3 separate regions of the Mus musculus genome follow, and regions 1 and 3 are each linked to region 2. Evidence: chromatin contacts called from public HiChIP or PLAC-seq data. All regions are on one chromosome and are shown on one strand. Each heading gives the region's core, a stretch centred on a gene start, on an enhancer-like site or on the middle of the called end of the contact. The rest is flanking DNA. Distances are from core to core; before and after follow the strand shown. Region 1 overlaps Syne2 (spectrin repeat containing, nuclear envelope 2). Region 2 overlaps Syne2 (spectrin repeat containing, nuclear envelope 2). Region 3 overlaps Syne2 (spectrin repeat containing, nuclear envelope 2).

What was found. HiChIP or PLAC-seq counts read pairs in DNA pulled down with a chosen protein or histone mark.
Region 1: a FOXA1 HiChIP or PLAC-seq map of pancreatic cancer cells shows a contact between it and region 2. The contact joins two enhancer-like sites. A contact is called at or near these places in 1 of 115 datasets of contacts at active chromatin or transcription factors (pancreatic cancer cells) and 2 of 9 other capture datasets (embryonic stem cells and liver).
Region 3: a contact with region 2 is called in an HNF4G HiChIP or PLAC-seq map of pancreatic cancer cells. The contact joins two enhancer-like sites. A contact is called at or near these places in 1 of 115 datasets of contacts at active chromatin or transcription factors (pancreatic cancer cells) and 2 of 9 other capture datasets (adipose tissue and liver).

Annotation. Positions count from the first base shown.
Region 1 is chr12:75,831,071-75,834,936 of GRCm38.p6, reverse strand. All of the region lies in intron 1 of Syne2 (spectrin repeat containing, nuclear envelope 2), which reads right to left. Among named protein-coding and RNA genes, the nearest start is that of Gm40447, 13 kb to the right of the region's middle. Within about 2 kb of position 1,311, at least 51 of the 459 cell types and tissues checked have an H3K27ac peak or open chromatin away from gene starts, as enhancers often do. A contact at or near this core is called in pancreatic cancer cells, where this site is marked.
Region 2 is chr12:76,013,860-76,017,900 of GRCm38.p6, reverse strand. It overlaps Syne2 (spectrin repeat containing, nuclear envelope 2), which reads right to left. Exons shown (of 116, transcript NM_001005510.2): 66 at 2,189-2,419. Among named protein-coding and RNA genes, the nearest start is that of Mir5101, 110 kb to the right of the region's middle. Within about 2 kb of position 2,765, at least 70 of the 459 cell types and tissues checked have an H3K27ac peak or open chromatin away from gene starts, as enhancers often do. A contact at or near this core is called in pancreatic cancer cells, where this site is marked.
Region 3 is chr12:75,855,145-75,859,360 of GRCm38.p6, reverse strand. All of the region lies in intron 2 of Syne2 (spectrin repeat containing, nuclear envelope 2), which reads right to left. Among named protein-coding and RNA genes, the nearest start is that of Gm40447, 38 kb to the right of the region's middle. Within about 2 kb of position 2,625, at least 51 of the 459 cell types and tissues checked have an H3K27ac peak or open chromatin away from gene starts, as enhancers often do. A contact at or near this core is called in pancreatic cancer cells, where this site is marked.

The DNA of each region.
Region 1 (3,866 bases), core at 62-2,561, 180 kb after region 2:
GCCCCACGGGACGGGATGAGAGAGTTCAATGGTAAAGTACATGCCTAGGATGTGTGGGGCCCTGGATTCAATCTCCAGCTCAGAAAAAGAAGAGAGGGAGAGAAAGGAGGAGACAGAGAAAGAAGGCGATAAGGAAGCCAGTCTAGGTTGTTTTCTCTCTGTTGCTGAACAAGTCAATCAAACCTCAAAAGATCTCTTACATAGGCTACACTATGTTCCTCAGTAGACACAAAACTAAACACTTAAAGATGTGGAGAAACGGACAGACCCCCGAGATGCAAGGAAATCCTCATGCCACTTAGAACTGACCACCAAGAGAGATCCTGAGATCTGCACCAGCCTTCCAAAGTTGTCTGTAACTATACATCACTTCTGGTGACTGATTAACGGGGCAAATGAAAGTGAGCCCTACCCGCTGTGAAGAACTGGGGATTCCCCTCTTCAAGGTGATCAGACTGGAGGTTGTCTACTTGAAACCAACAAAGCAGTAAAGGAAAAGCTAATATTTGTTCAGTATTTAATTCGTGCCACACACTGTCCATGAACCATGACTTTGGCACGTCTATAAAATACATCCCATCTACCCGCTTTAGGGAAACTGGGAGAGTGCGTAACTTATCCAAAGCCACACATCAAGCGATTAGCAGGACTAACTTGAACCCAAATACTTTTAGCTTCAAAGGCCATGTCCTTAACCACTACAGCAAGAAACCTAATAGGAAACATACGTCCAATCCTCTCATTCACTGCACAGTTCTGTAGAGAAATTTAATACCACATGTCTACAGCCACGCCAGCCTGAACACTTGGTTATGCAGTATTGAGAATCAAACCCAGGGCACTGCGCACACATGACAAGCAAGCCGCTGAATGAGCTACATCTCCAGCTTCTCCGCTCTTTCTCAATGAGAGAGGCAGAGACAGAGAGAGACAGACAGAGAGAGGGAGAATAAGGAAAAGGAAACATGCTTTTGCCCACGACTGCATTTGGCTGTCAAACTGCTGTGATAAATTAACTAACAGAACTGGTTTCACAGCAAGTGAGAAGCTCAAGGTCTTGAAATTCTTACCCTGGTTACATCCAGGATCCACCAGCCAAGCCAAGAATATTTAAAGTGGGTTAGAGTTGATGTGTGCCGGGCTTTCAGAAGGGAGGACTAAAATAAGAGCCGGGTTTATGACACCTCAGGAACAAACCACGACACCAAGATTCTAGGTGAAAAGGAGGAAGTGCAAAGTCTAGGGAAAGCAGTGAGTTACAGCGAGGGTTTGGAAATATTCAAATGAATGAAGCATAACACGAATTCATAGCAGCGATGATAATCTCTAGGGAAGGGAGCTGTGAGTGCCGGGAGACTGGAAAGTGGAAACAGGGAAGAACCGTGTGTGTGTGTGTGTGTGTGTGTGTGTGTGTGTGTGTGTGTGCCTAGTATGTGTGTATGTGTGTATAGTGTGTGTGGGTAGTATGTGTGTGTAGTGTGTATGCATAGTATGTGTGTATAGCATGTGTGTGTAGTTTGTGTGTACAGTGTGTGTGTGTAGTGTGTGTATGTGTGAATGTGTATAGTGTATGTGTACATACAGTGTGTGTGTATAGTGTATGCGTGTAGTGTGCGTATGTATAGTGTGTGTACTATAGTGTGTGTATAGTGTGTGTGTATAGTGTATGTGTAGAGTGTGGTGTGTGTGTGTGCATGTGTGTGAATGCATATAGTGTGTGTATACATATAGTGTGTGTGTGCATATAGTGTGCGTGTGTGTGTGTGTGTGTGTGTGTGTGTGTGTATGAAAATGAAAACTTAAAAGACACTTAAGTTCCAGATTTAAACTTTCAAAGATACAACAGGTATTTAAATTTTAATAGTTATTTTTATTACTTTTTATGTATTGTGTTTAGGGGTCATCTGGAGGTCAGAGGAAAACTTTGGGGGTCAGTTCTCTTCTATCATGTGGGTCCCTGAGGTCTTACTCAGAGTGTCTGGCTTGGCAGCAAATGCCTCTACCTGTTGAGCCATCTCCCTGGCTCCACAGATGTAATTTTATCTGCAACCACAACGTGACCCCAGGATCATATGTTTCTCCTCTAGTAAGGGAGACCCCAAGATGTGGGTAGTGGCAAATGCCTGTAATCCAGCTACTCAGGAGGCTGAAGCAATAAGATTCAAGTCCAAAGCCAGCTGTACAACTTAACACTGCCTTGTTATCACCATCATCACCATCCCACACTGCCACCATCATCATCATCACCATCATCACCACCACTACCACCACCACCATCATCATCATCATCTGTTTATTTGTTTAGGGTATGTTCTTGTTTTTTGAGACAAGGCTTCTCTGTAACAACAAGTGGCCCTGACCTATAGACCAGACTGGCCTTGAAACTCAGAGATCCTCCTGCCTCTGTGCCCTGAGTGCTGAGATTAAAGGTATCACCATTGCCTGACCAACAATGCCCTATGTTAAAATAAAGATAATAAAAAGAGCCTACACTGTTGCTGCAGGCAGAGCACATGCCTAGCATGCTTAGGGCCCTGGGCTCAGGCTCCAGAGCTGCCAAAAATAACAAGTCAGATAAATAAATAAATAAATAAGAAACTACTGAAGGCAAAAAAAAAAAAAAAACCACATTCAGGTTAAAGACGCTTAACTGGAGGAGTGCCAGCCTAGCAGGCAGGAAGCCCCAGGTCCCATCCCAAGCACTATCTGAACTCAGAGCTCGACTGGGTGGGGGTGGGCAGATCAGAAGTTCAAGGGCACTGCAGGGAGTTTGAGGTTAGCGCTGGGATACTTGAGACTCTGGCTCCCCCAAAAAATAAAATAAAATAATCAACAATAATAATTCTCTTATTCTATCCCCAATTTCCTCTCCAATTTAAGTAAAATGGGGTTCATCAGATTAAGTTTTTACACAAATGGCTTCATTTGATCAAAATTAAGAGAAAGGAAGCCTTAAGCACTGGAAACCGCAGACAGATTAAAAGGGAAGAAATATTAGAACATGAGACATAAAATGGAGAAGGAGGCTCCCTTTCAGCCATGTCTCCATCCAGCTGACAATGGAGTCACCCAGTAATGAGATGGTTTCTGTCTCAAAACAGAGACTCCACAGTGGGGGGCTGAACACTGAGTCTGTGAAGAGGCCCAGGAGCCATCGCCCACCACCTAGATGTGCGCTCCCTCTTCCAGCTGGAAGACAGAGCCAACATTGAGAAAGGTTGGAAATACCAAGGTTGGGTCTTATTCCTTAATGTCTACTTTATTTTACCGGTATGAATGTTTTGTCTGCATATATGTCTGTGTACCATGTGTGTGAGGTGCCTGAAGCAGCCATAAGCAAGCCAGGGCCCCCTGGCACTTGTGCTATAGAGGGCTGTGAGTCACTCCATGGTGCTGGGAATTGAGTTCAGGTTTTCTGGAAGAGCAACCAATGCTCGTAACCACTGAGCCATGTCTCGGTCCCCAAGGTCAATGTTTTACCAAGTTATGATGATATGCATTTGAGTCCAAGTTACTAGGGAAGCTGAGGCAGGATTGCTTAGAGGTAGGCACCATAGTGAGATTTTTGTCTCATGAGTGACGACCCAGGCTAGAGAGATGACCCAGCAGTTAAGAGCACCAACTGCTTCTTGCAGAGGAAGAGTTTGGTTCCAGGCACTTACATCAGTCAGTGGACCAGCACCTGTAACTCCATCCCCAGGGAATCTTGTGGTCACTACAAACACTGCACTTATGGGAACAAACCCTCACATAGACGCATCATTAAAAAAGTTAATTAATTAATTAATTTAACGTATTAAGAAGCAAAAAGGGTGGTGAGAAGAAGGGGAAAAGATGGAAGAAAGGAGGAAATTTTGCTTTCAATT
Region 2 (4,041 bases), core at 1,516-4,015:
CAGGCTAATCTCTGTGACTTCTAGGTTTGTCTTCTCTACAAAACAAGTTCCAGGTCAGCCTGGGCTATATGATGAGACTCTAGTTTTTTGTTTGTTTTGTTTTCAAAGGCATTATTAGGTCAGAGAAAAAGAACATTTTATATTCTTCCTAGTGAGTGACCTTCCAAAATGTTGATTCAATCAGACAAAACTACCAGACATGAATCATTTTTTTCTAATTTTGTCAGGATGTTATAAATTTTATGATTGTAAAACCACCATCACCACCACCACTACCACCAACAAAATTACTGTTCTAATTCACATACTTTGTGTGTTTTGAGACAGGGTCTCATGTAGCCCAGGCTGGTCACAAATTCACTATGTAGCCAAGGATGGCCATGAACTCCTAATCTTCCTGCCTCTGCTCCCAATTGCTGAGGTCAAAGGTGTATGCCACACCTGGCTCATGGTGTGACTTGGTTCAGGACTGACCTCAGGGCTCAGCAGGCCCTCTACCAATCCCAGCATTCATTTATACGTTTCTAAATTTAATTATCTCTTCAAGCATTAAATTATCGAATATATTGTTTCCTTAACTGATCTATTTGTCTTCTGGCCACTTTCCATGATAACCTTATCATTATTTTTTTTCCAGACCGTTGAGGGCCCTTTATGTTTCAATATGAAACCATAGGTGTCAATATTGTCATATAAATGAGAGAAAAGTGATCTTGCTGACCGGTACTTCATTTTCCTATAGTGAGTTTAAAGCCCATCATTGCCAAACCCAAATATCTATATATTCAGTTTAAATATAGTTTAAGTATTTAAACAGAGTTCAAATGAGTTAAACAGAGTTCATATTTCCAGCTATTTATAGCCTGAAAATTGCACCCTCACTCTGTCTGCCACAGGTAAGACTAGTCAATAAAATGCCTCACCTCACTCCATCCAGGTTCTCCATTGTGTTAGGCCGTTATCTAGATGCCTAAGCCTCTAGGAAGAACTTCTGTTTTCTTAGACTCCTATTCCTGCCAAGTCTGCCCACAGCAAGCTTGCTGGGTGATACTGCCCCCTGGTGGGCACATCTTGTCTTTGCATAGTCCAGCACTCTTTAAAATGGATGCAAAGCAGCAAGAGGATGGGGATGGTGGTGGTAACCAAGCCATTGGCATGCGCGCTACCTGTTGGTAGCAGCAAATCAGTATCAGATAGCCTTAAGGAGCTGGAGTTCAAACTTGAGGATACTTGAGGCACAACTTAGTATAGCCCTGCCTGGTCTGTTACTGGGCTTAACTCTACCCCTAGGAAGGCCAACCAGAATAGACAAACTATTAGAACTATCAAGCTTGCCCTACCCTGTCGCCTCCCTCTGCAGGTGGTTCTGGGTAGACAAAAAGGAGATGTATCCACCTCCAGTGGAACTGGCTACCCCAACCACAAGACAGGTTCCTTCAGGGAGAGCTTCTGGTGGCAGGGCCAGTGCTTCTGAGACACACTGAGACAGGAGGGTGTCTTCATCCCTGGTAGGAGGCCAAGGCTGGTCTGCGGGGCACAGCTTGGGGAGAGGCCACCTTAAGCAGCCAGCAAACCTCTGCTGTTATGACAGCAATCACACCGCTGAGGTGTCGTCATCCCAGCCCCTCCCTGGAGAGACACACAAGTCCCCGCCTTTGGGCTGAGCCACCGAGCTTTTCTCAGAGTGACTTCAGACAAGGAAGCCGAGTTCAGGGCGCCCCTGCTAACAGGGCACGCAGTGTTTAGCTGGTCTTCGAGAGCTTGGACGTTTAGTCTCACTCCGATGAACTCATTATTTATCCACAATAACCTTGTGGTTATGGATCGCAGGAACAGATACTGGGTTCAGTTTAATGCCAGTCTTGTGAGTTCATCTCATTTAGACCCAACAAAAAATTTTCTATGAGCTAACCTGTGCTACCAGAGGAGGAAAATCAGGTTGAGAAGGGAATTAATTGGTCAATGTTCACAGTTCATGTGACCCCGGGCTGGTTTCCGTTCTGGGCTGTTATTCACTCCTGTCCCCTCAGAGTGGCTGATCACACAAAGAATTTCAAAGACTCATCGGGAACACGGCGAGTGGCTTTAGAGCCATGGGAGGAGCAGCCTGTTGCTTTAAGAGCACGTTGCCCCACCTTGGCAGGAGTTGGTGACTAGGTAAACCCTCACTCCTGCCTGCCTATCTTACCTGGCACCCCGCCAGCTCCTCTTCCACCACCTGTTGCATGTCCGCGTCTACAGTTTCTGGCTCAAAGGCCACGTTGGCTTGTTGCAGCCACAGCTCCAGCTTGGCCACTTGGGTCTTGCAGACACGGAGGATGTCTGCAGGCCGAGGCCTACTTCTCTCCACGGTGGACTCAAAAGCTCCTTGTTCTCTAGGAAAGTCCAGGAGTGCAGCTTCAATGGGGGGTGTGGCACCCTAAAATGAAGCCAAAGATAGTCCAGCAGTGAGAAGGCAGGAATCCAAGGCTTTTCCACCCGGGGCTTGGAAAGACCCGAGAACCTGCCTCCCCCTCTCCCCCTCCTCCCCGGTGAAAAGAAACAAAGTAAGGACAGAAGGAGGAAGAAAAGAAAAAAGAAAAATGCACCTCCACGCTCATAGCAACGGCCACGTGACCCGGTGGCATGGGTTTCCAGGCAGCCGACCTGCATGTACACAGGTACAGTGTTCCCGGGCCCAGAGGCGGAGAGTGGCGATCCCCGGGAGACAGGTGAGGGAGAGAGAGCGTATGAGGGTGTGTATCCCAAACACTTCAGGGAGCTGGCCAGTGCTTAAAGTGGCATGACACATGATGATTAAGCAAGGCATTACACGGCTGTGCACCCAACAACCAAAACTAAAACCGAGTCAGAAAAATGGCCTCTTCATGCTGGCAGGGCTTAACAATATGCTGGAATCTGCCGCCCGATTGTAACATCTTCCCAAGTAGCAAGATTGCACTTTAGTTTCTCTTTACCCATCTAAATTCTCTGTTAAAAACAGGTTGGGGCAAGTAATGAACTTCCTGGAGCAATAAAGAATGTTTTCTCCATTCCCCGAGAGGGGGGAAAAATCCCTAAACTGGCTTTTGCTTTTTCAGAAGTGGAGTTAAGAACCGACTGCTTTGGTGTGAAGTTTGAATTAAGTGTGACATATTTTCAATGTATTGAGGCAACTAGATATCTTACCAATACAAAAGCAAACTTTCTCCCAGAGAGAAGATGCAACTGAACTATTCCACACTTACGGATTTATTTGTTTCAACATGGAGGTAGGGATTGGTTTTAACGTGATAGTCTTGCCTGACACTATAGGACCCGCCCTCTCCCAGGATATGCAGAGAGGACACTGTCTCTTCTGGAAAATCCCTTCAGACATAGGGCTTAGCATTCTGATCTGTACAAATACTGGTCTCCATGTGCGAATTAGAATTAAAATGAATTCCAACATTTCCCACTTTAAGATTGTGCGCAAACTTGTTAACAAAGCACGGTTGAGACAAACAACACGCTTCTAACAGGAGTTGCTTACAAACATACATCCTACCTCAAAAAATATAACCTCCGAGGGGTTAGATTCTTCCTGACTACCTACTACTTTACATGTCTGCTCTTTTCCAGTAAAAGGCTATTTCTTAGGCTTGGGTATCCTCAATGGGAGGATATTTGCCTGGTTGGGTAAGAGGCCCTGAGTTTGATCCTAGCATCCCCAAGCCCCAAAAGCAATAATGACAACCCAACAAACAAAACCAACAAACTGTCTGCCCTCATCCACCCAATTTTATAGTTTTCTTCAAGGCTGGCATTCTCTGCTCCCCCAGTGTTTTCCCTGAGCCTCACACACCGCTCCGCCCACCCTGGCTCCACAGGTCTCAGTGGTCACTGTTAAGGTAAACAGTCATTGGGACTACTGTCAGGCATTGATTTCTAGCCTGACTAGTTATATAAATAAGTGATTAGCTATTTCCAAGTTTTGGATATGACTATACCTTAGTAGCAAAGATTGTGTGGCCTTTTTTTCTGTTATCTGACATCATCAGTTATAATAGTAAGTGGTTAATC
Region 3 (4,216 bases), core at 1,376-3,875, 160 kb after region 2:
ACTAGAGTGAGGTCACTATGAGAACCACACACGCAGGGTGTCTGCCGGACATTTGCAAGACTCAGAGAGATTATCGAAGCAAGTGACATCTGAAGCCAAGAATGAGTTCAGTAATTCCAAGCAATAAGACTACAGGTGTGGCTCTGGGATAATAAGCAGGCGCGAAGCGCAGCCCCACGCTCAGAGTATGTGGTACTGAGGTCAGTCCCAAGGCTTCGTTCACGCACGCACTTCACCAACTAAATTACATCCCAGACCCAATCTGACCTTTTTAATAATGAGAGGAATATATAACTCAATCTGCGATATATTTTATAAACGAGATTTTTATCCCTTGTTGAAACAGAAAAATAACCTGGACATTTCTGGTCCTACTCTGAATGTATATGATAGACATCAATATTGAGATGGTGACCCTGTACTTAACCATAGGGGTGATTGCCTCTGAGTATCCATCACTTCCGCCTGACATTTGCAGGCAGAAGCATACCAGATGCCACAATTTACAAAGGTATTCAGCCCATTTCTGTATATGCCCTCAGTGCCTAACTTCTGCACACTGCTGGTTCTATCAAGTGAAAATTAGATACTACAGAGCTGGGGAGATAGCTCAGGGGATAAAGGCTCTGGCCACTGACCCTGAGGTTAAGGCCCAGGACCCACAGGATATGAAGTGAGAACTAATGCCCATAAGTTGGCCTTTGACTTTCATAAGAGCCTGGCACACATGCTTGTGCCTGCATACACATGATAGATAGATAGATAGATAGATAGATAGATAGATAGATAGATAGATAGATACATACATACATACATACATACATACATACATACATACATACATAAGATTTTAAAAATAAACATTACATCTCATTATCACACTTTGCAACCTCTCCAACTAAACATGAATCATTAACTTTTCCTCAAGTATGGAAAAAGAAACCCATTTTATGTTTCTGGTTTTGAGTCAGTCTTGCTATGAAGCCCAGGCAGGTCTTGTATTCTTGGTCTGCCTGTTCCACTTCAACATTTATTACTACCTAACCATAATTATGCCATCTTACTTAACCTGAATAAATTTTAATGTTACTAAAAGTAAGCAATACGTGGAAAGCAGCTCGGCAGCAGTGGCGCACACCTTTAGTCCCAGCACTCAAGAGACGGAGGCAAGTGGAGCTCTGTGAGTTCGAGGCCAGCCTGGTATACAGATCAAGTTCCAGGACAGCCAGAGCAACACAGAGAAACACTAAACAACAACAACAAAAAGGAAGGAAGGAAGGGAGGGGAGGGGAGGGAAGGGAAGGGAAGGGAAGGGAAGGAGGGAGGGAGGGAGGGAGGGAGGAAGGAAGGAAGGAAGGAAGGAAGGAAGGAAGGAAGGAAGGAAGGAAGAAAGAAAGACATGGGAAGCTTCCCTCTAGAATACCCAGTACATAATGAACCCATTTAAATGGAGTACAATCTAGCTGCAGAGATCAGTTTTCTGTACCCTAGCCTTAAAGCTATCCGGGAGCAGAAGATGTTTTTAATCTTTTATAATATGTCATCTAGATGATAACAGTGCCAAACAGAACATTCAAATGTTGTCTGAGATGGCAAGGTAACTAATCTGAATGTGTGTTCATACGGGTCCACGATGACAGCTAAGCCTCAGCAGCCCCTAGGCCAGGCCACAGGAAACTGACCCCCCTCTCGTGGTAGTTTGTGTAACCACATAAGGCACCTTCCTAGTTGCCTGGCTAATTAAGAACATCCTGTAGCTGGACACCATCTTTCTAACGCATTAGCCTACCCTATTTGTGAAAACAAAATGATTACATAGTGTCCTTTTGGCAGCCCGTGTGTTTGATCTGCTACTTCAATGTGAAATAACCTAACCCTGAAATGAACAGGGGAAATGTTCAAAAGATGTCTTGCCCACAGCTCCCTTTGTAATTTCTCAAGAGCGGCTGGGCAAGCAACACAGGGCAAAGCAAGGGCTCGGGTTCAATCTCAAGTAAAAAGCATTTAATCAAAATGAGCCAGCCTAGGCAGCCAACATCCCTCACAGTGTAAAGTCAGTGAACATACACCATTCCTTCCTTCCCTAGACATCTCTTCCCCTTGCAAGACAGAACAAGCAAAGCGCATCCCAAGCTGTGCATGATGGTAACAACGCCTTTAAAGCCAGCACTGCAAGGCAGAGGCAAGTAGACCTCTGTGAATTCGAGGAGGCATGTTCTACACAACAAGTTCTAGGCCAGCCAGGCCTGCATAACGAGACCCCGTCAAAAACAAAACCAAAGGAAAAACCTGAAAATGTCTCCAAAAATTAAGCCAAACTCCTGTAATTCCAGCACCCCCAAACCCATCAGAAGGAGAGGCCAGCCTGCTCTACACAGTGAGCTCCAAGGCAGACACAGGGAGACAGATGGGGTGGGGGTGGGGGGTGGGGGCAAAGGGAATAAAGAAGGAGGGAAAAAGAAGAGGGGAGAGAAAGAGAGGAAGAGGAGGGGAGAGGCAGGAACAAGAAAGAGAGAGGAAGGGAGGGAGGGAGGGAGGGAGGGAGGCAGGCAGGTGCTCACTCCTTAGCATTCTCTTCTATGAGTCACCACATTTCTGCACGGATTATTTAATTTGTCTAAAGTTCACTATTCTCCATCAGGGCATGACCACAATCTCCTCACCGTAAAGGAGGGGTTGTCTGTTCAGACGCTGTGGCCTAATCAGGCCATTCTACCCACTATCATGTCTCTATCTGCCTCTGACACAGGCTCTGAATGAAGAGGAAAGAAAATACACTTCCTCATACAACAGCCGCCGGCACCCCCATGTTACACAGAATCCCTGCCAGCAAATGCACAAAGACTAGGCTGTTTACATCACGGATAAAATCAAATGCTTTTTATAAAGCTTTACGTATTACTGTTGTAATATATGTGTGTCATACATGTGGAGGGGTCAAAGGACAACTTCATGGAGTCAGGTCTCTCCTTCCTCTGGATGCCAGAGATCAAACTCAGCTCACCAGGCTTGCTCTGCAATCGGGTAGCCACTGAGCCCTATTACCACCCCCTCAAATGCTTCTAAGACTTGGACCGGGCTGGTGAGATGGCTCAGTGGGTAAGAGCACCCGACTGCTCTTCCGAAGGTCAGGAGTTCAAATTCCAGCAACCACATGGTGGCTCACAACCATCCGTAACGAGATCTGACTCCCTCTTCTGTAGTGTCTGACGACAGCTACAGTGTACTTACATATAATAAATAAATAAATAAATAAATAAATAAATAAATAAATAAGACTTGGACCAAAAGCCTTCAGCTATGTTGTACTTATAATAAAAATAATCCTGTCTGCCTTTTTTCCCCAAGCAGGCAATAATTCTACTATGGTACCAAAGTAGCCTTCACAGGTATATGCAAGCTCTGTGTCCCTGACCTGCCTTCCCCTCTTCCTTTGTCAGTCTGGCAAGAAGAACCATCATAAAACTGCAGATAACATGGAGTCTAGCCTCGGAAAAATAATTCACTCCATGCGTTCTTTTCGTTCTGCGTGGGCAGTCTAGGTACGGAGTGTCCCTGGCTAATGGGATTGGATCCTGGCCAGAGTCAGGTTGATGATGCTATGATGTCACTCCACGTGTCCTATCCATGGAGCAAAGCATCCACACCTTTTACGTATGTTCCACAAGTGCACCATCCAGAGAATGTGGGCATCGCTTCCCCTAGCTAAACGACCCATTCTAGAAAACATATACCACACAATTTCTAGTAATTCGATAATTATTTTAAGCACCTTAGGAACCTGAAATCGCCTATGCACAATCTAGTATAAAATTCGCTATGCATGGAATGGAGTAAGTCTCCAACTTAAAAGCAGCTACAGAACAACCCTGAGCAGAATCCCCTCTGGTTCTTTAGCACAGCAGAGGCATGCAGTACAAAAGCCAGAGGCAAATCACAACTCAGCTGCTCGCCAGCTTGGGGACTCTGGTGACGTCTTCCAGCTCAGCACTCTGTTCACTGGGCTAGGGTCAAATGCCTCAGTATGCAAAGAACGGGGAAGCTATGCCCTCTATCTAAACCCCAGGAAGCTCGCTCTGTGGCAAGGAAGTGCTATGAAGTATAATAAACACAAATCTGCAAGGCCCCAGAGAGATAAAGGGGATGAAGAGGAGGAAGGGCTTATCTCAGGCTAGCAGGGCAGCCTGCAGAGGAGGCTGGGGCCAGCTGGACTTCT